Linked DNA regions of Mus musculus: region 1 is linked to region 2. Evidence: chromatin contacts called from public promoter capture Hi-C data. All regions are on one chromosome and are shown on one strand. The core of a region is the stretch at or near the end of the contact, and the rest is flanking DNA. Distances in the headings are between cores, read along the strand shown.

Region 1 (2,700 bases), core at 51-2,550, 190 kb before region 2:
GTATTAGTAACATGTTGGGATGAGCTAGACAGCTTCACTGACCTTCTGTGTCCCCCACCAGCAGCCTGCAGCTTGCTACAGAATTCTTTGGAGAGAGGGTCTTAATATGTAACTTTCCATGCCTGGCCTGGAACTCACTGTGTAGCCCAGGCTAGCCTTGAGCTATCGGGTCTTTCTTAATCAGCTTCAAGTCCAAGCCATCACACTGGACTTGATCTACCAATATCTCTTTCTACATTTATTATTATTATTATTATTATTATTATTATTTTGGTGTGTGTGTGTGTATGTGTGTGTACACGTACATGTGCCTGCCAAACTATGTACTATGGCAGACTTTCTCTTGTTTCTGTGCTGTGTGCTATAGGCTGGCTGCCCTGTGAGTTTCTATTTAATTTTTCCGTTTCTGCCTTTCCTGTAGATGCAGGAGCTCTGAGATCACAGTTGAGCACACAACTTCCAGCTTTTTACATGGGTTCTGGATATTAAACTCTCGTCATCAGGCCTGCACAGAAAGTGCTTTTTTTTTTTTAAAGATGTATTTATTTTATGTATATGAGTACACTGTAGTTGTGAACCTTCATGGGGTTGTTGGGAATTGAATTTAGGACCTCTGTTCGCTCTGGTGGGCCCCGCTTGTTTATTATTATAAATAAGACACTGTAGCTGTCTTCAGACTCACCAGAAGAGGGCATCAGATCTCATACAGATGATTGTGAACCACCATGTGGTTGCTGGGATTTGAACTCAGGACCTCTGGAAGAGCTGTCAGTGCTCTTACCTGCTGAGCCATCTTGTCAGCTCCAGAAAGTGCTTTTACTCACCGGGCCACCCCCCAGCTTGTATTTCTGTCTGTCTGCCTTCCTGCCTGCCAGTTTTTCTTTTTTGTCTGTTCTTTTTTCTGTTTGTCCTCTTTCCTTCCTATCTGTCTTTCTTTGTTTTTTCTTTGTTCTTTCGCCTGCCTTCCTTCCTTCCTTCCTTCCTTCCTTCCTTCCTTCCTTCCTTCCTCCCTTCCTCCCTTTCTCTCTCATTTTTTCTTTTCTTCCTCCTCCTTCCTTCTTCGTGGTACTGGGGATTGTGCCCAGGGCTTTGCCTGTGCTAAACAAGTGTTCTCCCCCTGAGCCATGTCCCCAGCCCTATTTCTGCAGGTTAGGCCGATGCATCCTGCTGTCCTCACAGACATGAGCCCATGAGACTGCCACGCCCCACTTGGCCTTTGGTCTTTGGGTACACACCCTTCTCTTCTTGTCTACCTCTGCATCCTCACAATGAACCATCGTTTCCTCCAGGAATGTTTCCCAAGCTCCTCATGGTGGATGTATGACTCAGCGTGCCTGTTCCTGTTCAAGAAGGGACTTGGTACTCTAGGTCTAGAGTCATTGGCAGGTGACAGGGCTTCCTGTGTCTAATGAGTGGTCAGTGAATGTTGGGGTAAAAATGAAAGACTCACCCACCTCCTAACCCAGGACAAGTCTGGGGCCACCGTAGCTCTTTAGCGTCCTCTGGCGCCTGCCAGCAGTGGTCCAGACCGGTACTGCAGCTCACCTTTGCCTGGACCTGGTTTCCCCCTTTTGCTGCCTCAGAGATTGAGTGTAGGGGCCTGCTCATGGACCTCATTTCGAGTTGATCCCTGTGTATCTGGAGCTCATTGCGAACACGGATGCAGATGCGTCCATGGTCACCGTCCTGGACACAGAAGCAGAGCATGGGATGTCCACGGTCACTCTTTGTACCATAGGCCCTTGGCACGACCACAGCTGCAACAGTGTTGGGAGCCAGCTACACTTCAGGCCCTGGGTCAAGGCTCTGCCCTGCACTGTCAGCCGAAAAAGGAAAGGAAACAGGTCTCTAACTCGTAGACGCAGATAGTGGGGCTTCTCAGCTTTCCTGACTGCGTAGACTGAGTTCCACGGGTCAGCACCCTCTGTAACTGTCTGTTGTTCAGAGAACGCTGGATCACTGTGGAGGCCCAGACCCGTGTGCTGTGGACCCCAAGTCACGCTTTTCCAGACCCACCTTGCACCAAAGCTACTCACACGGTGAGGGAAGGACCAGGACCTGCCGTGTTCCCTGCGCATCCATTGCTGTGGACAATTGCATGGCCAGGTCAAGAGGCCAGAAGGGAAGAGCAATTTCCAAAGCTGGAGCTCTGTGCAGGGCAGGATGAGCAGGGAGAAACGCCCCTAGGGAGGAGCCCCCAAAGGGTCTATGACTAGATCCAAAGAACAAACAACAGCCGAGGTGAATGTTAATGTTAACAGGAAGCAATGGGGGCAGGCTGGGAGTGGAGTCTCCAGACAGAGAAAGGCCACCTCTGTTGGCTCAGTGCCTGAGCCCCAGAGACTGTTGCTGCCAGAGGGGCTCTTCAGCTCTGCCTCCAGGACTCTTCATAGCCTTTGAACCTATCAAACCTGTTGGCATCTCAGGCTCACCATGCCTGTGGCTGTCTCTCCTCTTCTCCCTCGCCGCTCCTCAGAGAGCTTTTTTCTGATCTGACCTAAGATGTCCCCACCACCACTTAAAAAAAAAATTCCCTCAACCTGCCCTTGAACTCTTGATCCTCATTTCTTAGTCCAGAGAGGTGGGATTACTGAAGATCTCCAGACCCCACCACCACCACCCCCAGTTTGTTTATTCATTCATTCATTTGATTTACATCCAGATCATGCCCCCCCTCTAGTCCCACCCCCATGAATCTCC
Region 2 (2,700 bases), core at 175-2,674:
TCTTGACCATAAGATAAAGAGGAATGTGAGGACATAACAGGGCTATCTGAACTGAGTCAACAACTCACAGAACTCTGACACCCTGCACGTACATGTAATTTTTCTCCTGATGTTTGAATAAGCCAATAGTGTGTTGCTATGCTGAATTCCACACCCCTAAGCCCCTTACCCCATAAAAACCCCTAGCTTTCCAGCCTCGTGGCCGACATCCGTTATCTCCTGTGTGGGATGCATGTCGGTCCGGAGCTCCGTAATTAAACGACCTCATTTAATTCCATCAAGATGGTCCTTCGTGATTTTTTGGGTGCACACCGAATCGGGAATTGAGTGGGGGTTTCCCCACTAGGTTCTATCAGTGGCTTTGTCGCTGATAGACTATCTGACAGTGATACCCAACAATCAAAAAGGAGCTGAGAAATTCCAGCTATCTATCTTGGCATGTGCCCTACCGGTGTTTAGAAGTAAATGTCTACAATTGTGATACAACTTCCCTGGGATTTAGCACAGTTGCAACTGTGCAGGTTTTTGTAGCCTGGAGCAATAGGCTTTACCAATTCACCTAGGATGTAGTATATTCTGTAGGTGTGTGTACGTACTCACTCTATAATGTTTGTGTAACTCAGTCACCTAAGGACACGTTTCCCAAAGAGTACCCGTTCTTCAGCAACATATAACTGTAATTTCCAGAGGACAACAATAGAGAAATAAAGCATGTATGGGTGTAGTAAGGCAGGTCTGGGCATAATGCCCATTGTGACTGCACAAAGCTGTCCACCCACGAATCCAAAAGATTTGTCCCTGGCAGGTGGGGATTATAGGCTTTGGGAGAACTGGTGAGTCAGGCAAAGCCACGTGCAGAGAAGAAAGTGTATGCCCATTAACTGGATGCCATGGAGACCGGTAGAAAGAGCGACCTTGAGAGCTTTGGTGTCTCCGAGTGCCATCAATCCACCCATCTCATTAACAGACTGAACTATGCTGCACACGTGTGTACGTGTATGAGCGTGTGTGAGACAGAGAACTTTAAAATAGAAGACAGCTATTCCGAAGCACTGGAGGGCATGCCTGAAAGGCGAAAGCAGCCATTTTTGCTGGGGGATGTATCTGGGGGAGCATGAAATGGGACGAGGGTCCAGACTAGATAGGAAAGGCTGAAATGCCAAGATGAGAGGATTCGGAGATCTGCAGCAGGAGTATGGACTATTTCCAGTGCTGAGCAGCAACACTGGCAGACTACCGCTTCCCAGAAGTTTGTTGACACTAAACACGGGAAGCAACTCCTACGGCAGCAACTAAACTTGGGAGGAAAACTCCAGCGGGATGCGCGCACAGACTTCGTGCCCTCCCCCGGAGGGGTGAGGGCGTGGCCCGGGGAGGGGTGTGGCCTCCTGGCCGGTCTGCCGTCCACTCAGAGCCCGCGTCCATTCCGGGCCCCTCTCTAGGCCCGCCTCTCCTGGGCGTGGTGCTCGCCGCGCAGCTGCAAATGATTGCTTCCGGAGGCGGGTCAGCGGAAGTGAGGGACTTCGAGGCCGGGCCGCCCGCTGGGGTAGGAGGGGCTGAGGTGAGTGTGGCGCTGGAGTCCGGGCTAAGCCCGATGCGGGGTCCCACAGGAGACGGGCTCGGTGAGCGCCCTGGGCCGTCGCCGGCGTCTCCGTCCCGGCGCAGGGGAGCACGCGTTCCCTGTTCCCGTGCAAGTTCTCGCGGGAGTCGCCGCTGTCTGCCCCCCTCGGTGAGGGCACTGGTCCCCAGGCGTAGTTGCTGGCCGTGTCACCCAGCGGTTGGGGTCGCCCCAGCCGTTGGAGCGCGGTACGCCCCGGGCCGCGCGGCGTATCTGGGACCTACGCCGGCCTGGAGGCTACTGAGCGGCCCGGCCCGGCCCGCGGGTCCAAGGGCCGCTGGACGCGCGGTAGGAACTTGGCCGACCTTGGCCCGGGCCGGGTCGCCGTCGCGGGGGTGGGGACCCGTCGTTGAGGGCGCAGGGGGCTGCATCTTGCTGGCCACCGGCGCCTCGTGAGACCCTCGCGCGCTCTGCCCGGGTGTCCGCCGGGCACCGCTGGGCTAAAGTTTCTCCCTGGCCCAGGACCTGCCGGGTCGAGGCGCTCTCGGAGCAGAGAGGGTCTGCCGAGAGTGGCCGCACGGGAAGACGCGGGCACGGCCAGCGCAGAAGGAGCTGCGGCAGCGCCGATGTGCGGAGGGAGAGCCGGGGCTGCGGAACCGGCTAGAGCGTCTAGCGGGCACGCGGGGGGCGGGGCCTCGAAGCCAAGTTAGTGTCGCCTACAGCGGTTTCTTAAAAGCAAGCCAAGTGCTTACAGCGGCTGCCGGAGGCCGGGATATGGGCCGTTCGGTTACTTCCATTTCTGTTTTGAGCACCCTCGGAAGGCGATCCAGGCTGCCACGGAGTGAACTGCGAACCCCAGGCTGCCAGGGACAGAGTGATGGATGAGCTGGGTGCTGAGGGACTGAGATAAGCTGGATAAGTTGGGTCCCACAGAGGCAGTGGTATAGACTGGGGCACAGATAGGTGTGTTGGGAGCTGGTAGCCCGGTAGTAGCATGGCCCCAGCAGAAGACTAGGGAGTGAGTATGGTCGCAGATCGTGTACTTGCCAAACTGTATTAGAGCTTGGTCTTAAGAGAGCTGGAAGATGGGGTATATCCTGCTGGCAGGACTGTGGAGTCTAGAAGAGAGTTGAAAGATTTAA

The links. Promoter capture Hi-C pulls out the DNA fragments that hold promoters and counts their contacts.
Region 1: a contact with region 2 is called in a promoter capture Hi-C map of embryonic stem cells, with 4 times the contacts expected there. The contact joins the enhancer-like site here to the promoter of Mtfr1l in region 2. A contact is called at or near these places in 16 of 39 promoter capture datasets (the C10 cell line, the HPC-7 cell line, HPC-7-derived erythroid cells and 12 more), 12 of 15 datasets of contacts at CTCF or cohesin (CD8 T cells, the G1E-ER4 cell line, the NIH/3T3 cell line and 6 more), 232 of 484 Hi-C or Micro-C datasets (3T3-L1-derived adipocytes, the 63-12 cell line, the AML12 cell line and 122 more), 57 of 115 datasets of contacts at active chromatin or transcription factors (the 230-238 cell line, CD4 T cells, CD4 single positive thymocytes and 41 more) and 8 of 9 other capture datasets (adipose tissue, bone marrow-derived macrophages, embryonic stem cells and 5 more).

Annotation. Positions count from the first base shown.
Region 1 is chr4:134,724,736-134,727,435 of GRCm38.p6, reverse strand. No RefSeq gene overlaps it. Among named protein-coding and RNA genes, the nearest start is that of Man1c1, 22 kb to the right of the region's middle. Within about 2 kb of position 1,300, at least 32 of the 459 cell types and tissues checked have an H3K27ac peak or open chromatin away from gene starts, as enhancers often do. A contact at or near this core is called in the HL-1 cell line, differentiating embryonic stem cells, embryonic stem cells and 4 more, where this site is marked.
Region 2 is chr4:134,534,111-134,536,810 of GRCm38.p6, reverse strand. Mtfr1l (mitochondrial fission regulator 1-like) reads left to right here and starts at 1,424. Exons shown (of 7, transcript NM_029759.4): 1 at 1,424-1,561.